Regions from separate parts of the Pan troglodytes genome. Here region 2 is linked to region 1. A link is a contact called in public Hi-C data. All regions are on one chromosome and are shown on one strand. The core of a region is the stretch at or near the end of the contact, and the rest is flanking DNA. Distances in the headings are between cores, read along the strand shown. Region 1 has its middle 220 kb from the start of FGF20. Region 2 holds the start of FGF20 (fibroblast growth factor 20).

Evidence for each region. A called contact is a pair of places that touch in the nucleus more often than the background predicts.
Region 2: a Hi-C map of induced pluripotent stem cells shows a contact between it and region 1, with 2.4 times the contacts expected there. The contact joins the promoter of FGF20 here to the enhancer-like site in region 1. A contact is called at or near these places in 2 of 7 Hi-C or Micro-C datasets (both in induced pluripotent stem cells).

What each region holds. Positions count from the first base shown.
Region 1 is chr7:25,068,942-25,074,079 of NHGRI_mPanTro3-v2.0_pri, forward strand. No RefSeq gene overlaps it. Among named protein-coding and RNA genes, the nearest start is that of FGF20, 220 kb to the right of the region's middle. Within about 2 kb of position 2,625, at least 7 of the 24 cell types and tissues checked have an H3K27ac peak or open chromatin away from gene starts, as enhancers often do. A contact at or near this core is called in induced pluripotent stem cells, where this site is marked.
Region 2 is chr7:25,288,168-25,293,219 of NHGRI_mPanTro3-v2.0_pri, forward strand. It overlaps FGF20 (fibroblast growth factor 20), which reads right to left and starts at 2,388. Exons shown (of 3, transcript XM_001140918.6): 1 at 1,785-2,388. The coding sequence starts at 2,070.

The sequences.
Region 1 (5,138 bases), core at 1,375-3,874:
TCTGTTTATGGTTAATAAATATATTTATTATTTTATTATATAATATTATATATAATTATATAATATATAATTATATAATTACTACTACTATTCTCATTTTATACTTATTATATTATTATTGTCATTTGATTACTCTCATTTATGCTTTCTATAAATCCCTTGACAGCAAACTTGCTGTCAAGAAGTTTCTAGAGATTTCTAGAGAGAAGAGTATAAATGAGACTAATGAGCTGACCATAAAATAAAAATGTCATGTTCATTTTTGTTTTCAAACTCAGAGCTCATGGCCTGCTATGGTTTGAATACTTGTGTCCCTGCCAAGATTCACACGATGAAACCTATTCACCAATGTGATGATGGTGGGAGGTATGGCCTTTGAGAGGTGATTAGGGCAAGAAGGCAGAGCCTTGATGAATGGAATTAGTGCCCCTATGATAAAGGTCTGCAGAGAGCTGCCGCTCCCCTTCCACCATGTGAGACACAGCAAGAAGATGCCATCTATGAGAAAGGGTCTTCACCAGACACTCAATCTGCCAGCACCTTGATCTTGGACTTCTCAGTTCGAGAAATTCTGGAAGAAATTTATTTTTCCAGAAAGGGGAAAAATAAATTTCTGTTGTTTATAAGCTATCCAGTTTATGGTATTTTGTTACAGCAATTCAAACAGACTAAGACAGGCTGTATCAATAATAATTTCTGCATAGTCTGAAAGCTCAATGACAGCAAGAATCAAGTAGGCCTTATTGATCAGAACTGTATCACCACCACTTAACACAGTGCCCTTAGCTAACTATTTTTAATGGATGTTAAATAAAGGAGTACTTACTGAATTGATTGATTTTAAGTCTTCATTGTTAGTTTTAATTTGAAAGACATTTAAAATTCACTATTTGGTCAGAATATGCAGCAATGAATGAAGTTCGAGGAAATTTTATTTATATGTAGTGGCCATAGGGGTGTGTCTTCACATAATGACATCCTTTGCCAAAAGTAATCCAAAAGAAAAAACACACCCTTGCTTGGTTATCTGGCATTAAAAAATAAAGTAAGGCCAGGCACGGTGGCTCATGCCTGTAATCCCGGCACACCGGGAGGCTGAGGCAGGAGGATCATTTGAGGCCAGGAGGTCCAGACCAGCCTGGGCAAATGGCAAAACCTCATCTCTATCAAAACTACAAAAATTAGCCAGGCATGGTGGCACAAGTCTGAAATCCTAGCTAGTCGGGAGACTAAGGCATGAGAATCACTTAAACCTGGGAGGCAGAGGTTGCAGCGGGCCAAGATCGCACTGCTGCACTCCAGCCTGGGCAACAGAGTGAGACTTCATCTCAAAAAAATAATAATAGTAACACTAATAACAATTTAATAGTGAAGAGTCTATCTTTGGTTATCATGCATCAACACAAATAATTCATTATTTTGCTCAAATGCCAAGAGAAATTACAGTCATCTCTGTACCCAACTGCCAATAAAGTTTCTAATATCTATGAAATTATGATACACAAAATATCTGTATGAGTTAATATTGCTAATACTTGTGGTGGTTACAAGAGAGGGAGATGTTATTGACTTGCTGTAGTTTTTATCATTCATGTAGACATGATCTTCAAAGGGTGAGAAAATACAAACGTCTGTAATTTTCTTTACCTAACTTGTTAATAAAAATCATACTTGTTTAATTCCTTCTAGTTTGTAAAATTATTCCATGCATTAACTTACCAAAATAACCAAAAGTCATTGACAGCTGATCCAGAAAATAATGTAGATGGCTGGAGTAGCATTCAGGAAATTCAAGCCTTTAGCTTCCTCATCTGTAAACTAGATAATTGCAATATATGATGTTTGAGGGCCTGTGGGTTCTAACCTTTCATTACTTTTAACAATGTTTGTAAGTTGAGTTAGGGAACTAATCAAAAAGAAAAAGTTTCAGAATGTTTCGAAGTCATGTCAGCCTTCAAGTTAAAATTACAGCCACCTACTCCAAAGTAACTTTTTTTTTAAAGAATGCAACACTTTGGGGGTGTTTACATTCTTTTATGGTTCAACAAGCCTTCAAGTTCACTGTTTTATAGAGCAAATCAATCCAGCCTGGTTTGCTTTGTAAATAAAGTTTTATTGGAACACAGCCACACCCACTCATTCACATATTGTCTATGGCTAGTTTTGCACAAAAATAATAGAGTTAAATAGTTGCAACAGAGACTTTACAGCCCAGCGAAGCCTAGGATATTTACTACCTGGTTCACTGCAAAAAAAGTTTGCCAACCCTTGCTTTAAAACAATAACTTATTTGTATGTATTGTTAAAATGTTAGTTCTTCCACACACACAAAAAAAAACTTTAAGAGAAGAGGTGAAGTTATTTCAACTTTTCTGATCAATCCTTGGCAATCTGTAAATTTTGTAAATTTATATCAGTAGCACAAGTTAAATTATTTTTTTAAATTAATTTAAATTTAATTACGTTTCTGTGAAATCTAATATACAATTTTTTACACTCTTCTAACATTTGCAATGTTTGAAAAACACACTTGCAAATAAAACTGCCCAAAATGTCTGTCCTTTGTGAGTTCAGTATTCTGGTGAATCCCGTTCGATAGTATTTTTATTGATCAGTAGAGGGCGTGCTTGACTCAATATAATTGTAGGTACAGCGTGTGCACAATTTAGCCTGGTAACAACAGGTCGACAGCTGCATGAAGAAAGTTAAGGGAGAAATTACTCTATTTTTGTGATGTTAGTGAAAAGGATTAGAATAGCACAAGAAAACTGGTCTATTACCATTTAACTGAAGGTAATGTTTTCCTCCTGAGAAGAAAATTACTCATCTACTCTTTAGCATTGGTTTACAGGAATATTGAATATTTTCAACAAGAGAAAGCAACAATTTGGCTACAGAAAACAGGATTTTTTTGTGCCAAGATGATACAGCACATCTTGTGACAGTGGCTACTCTCTCCACCCTCCATCTCTTTGCATTGTTGCCTGTGTACTGATGCCATTAGCATTGACAGAGCCATTGTCCATTGTAAGAAAATATAAAAGAAGATCATTAGAAGTTCAGATTTCTGTAGTGGCTCTCTGGGTTTTTTGATCAACACAGAGGCTGTCTGAAAAGTGAAACATTTCCAAGGAGAATGTGCTGCCGAACTAAAGAATGCTAGGCCCCTAAAAAGAGACTGAAAAAAAACCCACCTACCAGCAGGCTAGACAAAGGGTGCAGGTTGGGGCCTCTTCTTTGAAAGACCTGATTAATGTGAGGTCTTGTTACCTGCTTTATCACTGTTTTGTTATGAGTGAAAGGTTTCAGCATTCTTAATTTGTCTTGCGGATGGGAAAAGGAAAGGCAAACTTGCCTGATGGGGGTCTGAGGGTGAGGTAGATCCATTTGCCCTCAGTGAAAAATAACAGACACAAAAGACACAGGTGATTCTACAGATTCATCCTAAATGTCTTTTTCTGAAAAAGCAGCCAAAAGCACTCATCGTTTAGCCACTTATCTTGAAGAATAAGGTATAGGCTCCAGCAGGTGCAGAAAATAAGTTATTCATTATGCTAAAGCAAAAATAGATTCAAAGAACTAAATAGGAAAAAAAAATCAGTTTTACGAATTAAAGAACAGGCATAGAAAGATTAAAATAAGGTAATCATTGTAATTCCTGTTACTTAGTAGGTTATTCTAAAGCACATTTTGGCTTCAGGTCTCTAGAAATAATCATCTTCTCATGATATGTGCAATATTTAAAAATTAATTACAAACAGTTTTCATACCATCTATGAAATTAGAACATATAAATCATGCTTTGGAGTTTTTTAAACGAGAAGCAGAATATGCGCTTTTTACCATATTTTACCTCTGGTTCCCTGAAATTTAAGTCTTATGAAAATATTAGGAGATACATAATATAGTTAATAGCAAATATCCAATATGTATTTTCAGTGAGTGAAGAGAGAAGGATAAGATGCTTATGCTGGATACGTGTTTCATGAACATTGTCCCATGAGGATGAAAACGTAACAGATCATGGTACTTAGATTACTGTATTGCCAGTCACAGACAGCAAGTGAAACATATCATTGGGTTGTAATGTGGAAAATACCCCACAATAAGTAAGCAAATGAGACATAGTATTAAAAATACATGGCGTCTGACCCAGATAATTAGCTATTCCACAGATAGTAGCTAGTAGTCATTATCATAGTGTAAGTTCAATTTGGTTTGATTGAATTTATTTTGTCACCTTTTTATTAGCATTTTGATCTCATTTCTAATATAAATTATCCTAGCCTTTTGCTAATCATTATGGCTAGACTTTGGCATACATAAGAGAGAAAGTGATTGCAAATACCTATACATACCTTTATGTAACTATATTTGTATGGATACATAAAACTTTTTGCTGTAACAGATTAATTTTTAGAGGAACGCATTAGCTCAGTGGTTAAATAATAGTTTTTGTTTCTTTTGCAATATTTAATGCCCTGAATAACAAAGTTATACGATTAGATTGTGTATACACTAGGTTGTGAGCTCATTACAAGATGCATGTCTTTCTGATTTTTATATTCCCCAAGCCCAGTAAAGCCTCTGACATGAAAGTCTGCTTTCAAAAAATGCTTACCAAATGAGTGAACCTTGATCAGACACAACCGAACTTTTAAATTATTTCCCTGATTCAACCAGTTATTTTTTATAAAGAAGATATAAATTCCCATTTTTCCAAAGCATCTAACAGCTTCTCCTAGGTCTCATATCGCCTAATCAGCACTCTATAATCTCTCTGAGTCCACCGTGGAAAGCATTAGTTCAGTCAAGGGAAACTTTTCAATTTAAAGCATGCAACAAGAATTATTGTCTCATGAGGAAGAGGGTTCCATAAGATCAAAAAGAGAGGTAGAAATAAATAAATATATACATACATACTTGTTCTAATGAGACTATCTACAGGTCATGCCTGGTTGCCTTGAGCAGTGCAGTGGAAGCATCTTGATGTGGGTGTGAGAGAGGTGTGGCCTTATATCCTCACTCTGCATGAACTTGAGCAGGAAACCTAACCTCTTTGAGACTCAATTTCCATGTCTGGAAAACAATGATAATAATATCTCACTATATTTCCTGAGGCTCCTTGCAGATTCGAT
Region 2 (5,052 bases), core at 1,138-3,637, 220 kb after region 1:
TCTAAGTCTTTCTGGTAGTTGGAATATTTTTCTGTAACGAGCGCAGTGAAGTCATCCTTAAAGGCAAGAGAACTGAGCCACCTGGTGTCAGCAAAGTTCTTCAGAATCGAAGTCTCAGGGCCATGCACAGTGGCTCATGCTTGTAATCCCAGTACTTTGGGAGGCCAAGGCGGAAAGATTGCCGGAGGCCAGAAGTTAGAAAATCTCAAGGCTCCTCAATTTAAAAACCACTTTCTAAAAGTGACCCCAGGTTGGCCACTAGGTCATGACACTCTTGACTGATAGTCAATGGGAATTTGGAAGAGATCAGTGGAAGCTGCAAACATGTGGGTTTTAAAAAGTTAATTTTCTAAGCCTTTAAGTGCTACCAAATGACCACCACATGCTTATTTCTACATCTAGAGTTACAAATGTCCCCTTAAACTGAGATTTACACTTCTCCAAAGTTTTAATGAGTCCTACAAGTCAAAAAGGGAATAATTATAAGAACAAGGGGGTGAGGACACGATAAGAGAGGGCCATTCAGAGATGGGGTGCATTCTCAAAGAACTCCGTAGCGCTACGGATTGTGGCTGACAAATTAATGGTATCTTTTTTAAAAATAAAATGAATTTTTCCAATGATGTCAAAAGTTTGATAATCAAAATCCTTTGAGATTGCTAGCAGGTTAACTAATAGAATGGAAACTTCAGCTATGGGGAAAGATCCTGGGATATTAGAACCGGAGAGCACCCCATCTTTGTACAGAAAACTAAGCCTCAGACTGATGAAGGCACTTTCTAGTTACACAGCTAGTTAGGAAGTCATTAACAGGAGAGACCCTCCCGATCTAGTATCTTAACAGACACTGCCTTAACAATCATTCTCTTGTTTCTTTTAACCCCTTCTCTTCCCAGGCCCTGCCGGAGGTATTCTGAAACAGGTCCGTCTGTGTTCCCACCCATATCTTCTTTCGCTTTCCCATTTCCTCTTTCCTAAAGTCGATACCAAGATCCTTGCTTTCAGGTTGCACAATTTCCAAAGAGGAGCTTGGCTGAAGAACTAGGCATGCTCAGTAGCCGGGTGGTCTTCCTCCTCCCCCACCCCTCCCCCCCTTTCCTTTTCTTTTCTCACCCAGATAGAACTTAGGAGTTCAGGGAACCTCAGACAGGTGAGCCCTACAGTAGCGAATGTGCCCACGGAAAGTTAATCTGCTACCTCTTCAGGTGAACATTTGCAGGTCTCTAGGTAGACACGTAAATGCTCGCAAACCATGCCCAGAGCAGCCCCGGGTGCATAATCAGCTGCATAACTGTGGGGCATGTTTAAAGAAGCCCGGCGCTTCCTGTTATTAATTTTTGTAAAGTGGACGGCATGGGGGAAAATGAGAAAGGAAATCGGAGAGAAAGATACAGGGATTTTTTTAAAAACTGCCTGCGAGGTAAGCAGTGCGAGAACCGTGATGCCGAGTGCACCAGGTCTTGGTGTCCCCGGCAGTGGGAAGGGCAAGGGGAAGGCAGGAAGGAGCTTGCGAAGCGCCCACCCTTTCTCTTCCCGCCCCCAGCATCTGCAGCTGCTGCCCTGCTAGAGGCTGCGGCGACAAACCAGCAGGAAAATTTCTCCCCGCGGCTGCTCTGGCCAGCCCTTCAGCCCCAGCCTGCGTCTTGCACCGGATGGGTCCAGGGGAGCTCCGGGCTCCGCGCGGCGATGACGCCCTTGGCAGGCAAAGAGGGAGGTGCAAGGGGAGGGAACGAGGAGCCGAGCTGGGGCGCAGATGGGGGTGGGGTCGGGATGCTAGTACGTACCGAAGAGGCTGTGGTCCTGCCGGGTGCCCTGCACGCTGCCGTCGGGCAGGATCTGCAGGTGGAAGCCGGTGCGGCAATAGAGCTGCCGGCGGCGCAGGATGCCGTGCAGGTGCGCCAGCTGCGCAGCCCCCGGCCCGCCGCGGGCGCTCCGCTCCGCCGCGCTCCTGCGCTCGCCCAGCAGCGGCGGCCGCTCCCCGGCAGGAGGCAACAGGAAATGCGAACCCACCTGCTGGCCCAAGCCCTCCAGGCCGCCCAGAAAGCCCCCGACTTCGGCTAAGGGAGCCATGGAGGGGGAGATCCGGAACACAAAAGACCCCCCCCAGTAAAGAGTGTTGTGGGGGTGGGATGGAGGTGGATAGAGAAAAATTATAGCAAAACGAGCGCAAAAAGTTAAGGCCCGGTTACTCCTCTGAGGTCGCTCCGGAGGGACTTTGCACTGAAATGGCAGGGAAGCTCTCACTGTCTTGGAGCGATCTTCTCTCCTTGGGTAGGTGGGAGCCGGCTGCTGGCTCTGCAGAAATATCTATAGCTGCCGCTGCCAATACTAGGACTAGGGCTGTTGGCTGGGGCTCCAATTCCGCAAACTGATCAGATCAGAGTCCTGTGTACATACACACCGAGTATATAAGCGGGTCCTCTTGACATATGCTAATCAAGTCCTTTCATGCGCGCTGGGGAGGTTCTGTTTGAAATCTTAAACCGGTCTCCTCTCAACACGTTTTTGCTCTTCGGAAGTGACCAAAAGGGGCCCTTGGCACTTCTCCATCCATGCCCTCGCAAAAACCATTCCTACACTTGGCCAAAGCCAGCCAGCAACTTCGAGGAGGTGCAGTCGAGGCCCCTCTTTGGGGTTGTCCTTGGGACAGCGGTGATGCTGTTCAGCTGCGGCCGTGCAACCTTCTTTGATGTGAGCTTTGCAGTGATAAATCGCCTCTAAAAGGAGCCCAACTTGGCAGGGATATAGAAGAAGAGGAAGGGAGGAGGGAGGGAAGGCGGGGAGGGAGAGAAAGAGAAGGAGGGCATTGGTAGGAGGAGGAAAGAGAAAAGGAGAATTGGACTCCTTGGGAGCCTGCAGTGGACAGGTGCAAAGAAAGGTAAGCAAGGGAGAAGGAAAAAGGGCGTTACCTGGGGCTTACAGACCTGCCCAGACACACATGAAAGAAAAATCAAAGCTTTGACAGTTTAACTCACTAATTTTAAAACACTAATAAAATGTACAAGTATCGCTCCTTTCTTTTATCATTTAGATGGGGGATTTTCTTTACATAATCAAGGTTAGGTAAGGAACACCCTCCCTCCCCCTCTTTACAATCTCTCTTTAATGTTTACCTTTACTCAGCACATAATATAACCAAAATTGCCATATATATATATATATATACATAATACACATATGTATTTTTAATTCTGTGCTAAGGTCATGAACTTCTAATTAGTGTAAAATAATAACATAATATAATCACGAATCAAAGGATTTACAGTAAATCCAAATAGGCTGGAAAGAAATGATTTACATGTCTATATTTTGCCGTGAATAGAAAATGAATATCTGGAATATTGTCATAAATGATGAGTGGCTTCTTGGGCCCTTTTACAATCTAAGAGCACTTTCCTGTTTTTCTTAGTTGCGTTTTTCTAAAAGCTAGATGTTTTTGTTTACATTTTAATTATAAAATCTAAAAATAACTAAATGGAAATAGTCTTGAGGCTTGATGTGTTTTGAGACTTCAAAAGTTACTGGTAAAATTGAAGAGTGCTTGAGCATATTTGTAAAATCAAAAACCATGGAAGCCAAGGAATTAGATACATGTTCATTTAAACGTTGTAACTGGTTTTGCACCACTAGTTAAATTCAAGATCTTTCTGTTAAAATTTTTCAGTGGTAGAAGAATTGAGAATCATTGGGCAGATTTATGCTTCCTCTGAGCAAAAAGTTTTAGGGAACTGATGAAGATTACTTTCTCAGTCTTGTTTCATGATCTGTTCAAAAAAAGCGTAAACCTGGGAGCTCAGGTGGATTTGACTGGTTTATTTTATTTGGTCTGAAGGATTTTTTCTAATTAATTGGCAGGTGCTCTAAAGTGGGTATAGTTACACATTTTCATCACTACAGGCCTAACTACTGACCCTTGTGTAACCAAGTTATAAAAGAGTTCTTAAAGCAAGTGATTTACTGTTGATAGATATGAAATAAAACAAAAACACTGGCTAAAAACAATAAACAGATAAATCACTTTAGAAACGTATATTGCTAAGTCTGTTTTAAAGGTTGTACCAGGTAAATGTTATATTATTTCACCTTTCAAATAACAGCAGTCTGTCTTGTGGTAGGACCCCAAATCCACCATAATCAAGGTTTCAAACACATCTGTGTAAACATTATCACATCAGTGTAAAACATCAACCAATGAGCTTTTACTTTGAACCAAATCTTCTTAATTGCAGTGTTAAATCAAAGAAACTTAGATCAAAGTTGTGTGAATCTCGTAGCAGGATAACTGAAGTAGCCAGTACATCCACTGATCACTTTTAAAGAGGAGATACTTAAGGGTTTTAAACTTAGATCAAGTGCCTTTTAATGAGGTTTGTTTCAAGGTCCAAGTTCTGTGCAACATATAATGCTGTTAATTATTCCACAATGGAAATATATTATCATCACCTGCTTCTAAAAGTACTAGTTCAGTCTACAAACTATTTTCCCACATGAACACTTTAGTCCTGCTGTATGAGCTATAGCTGTTAGACTGTTCAAATCTGTTGTATTGCTTATATATACACAAAAAATGGGGAATTTCTTATTCATAGTCATGAAAGTTTAAATACTTTCATAATAGAATCGCCTTCTCTTTGTACACCTTGGTATTTACATGTGTATTACCTTATTTGATCACCACAATGACCATAAGACATAGGCACATCCTGCTTTATAGCGAAAAAATATGGTCCTAAATCCTAGTTTTGCACAGAGTCCAACATCCCAGGCCAATTTCCTTAAATTCTCTAAATGCTTTTATTTTCTCTTTTGTAAAATAAGGATAATATAACTCCAGCCTAACTACTATGCCTAGAGTTGCCATGAGACTTAAATGTAAAAATATATTGGAAAATGGTTTTAAAACTATAGTTTTCTATGCATAGAATATGCTAGAAAACTCTAGTTGTGAAAATTTTTGCTTTCTAACTTAACAAATATAATTGGTCTGAAATACAAAATAAATCTTTTTTTCCCAAACCAAACCTTTAATGTGTAAGTTTGAATGGTGCTTAA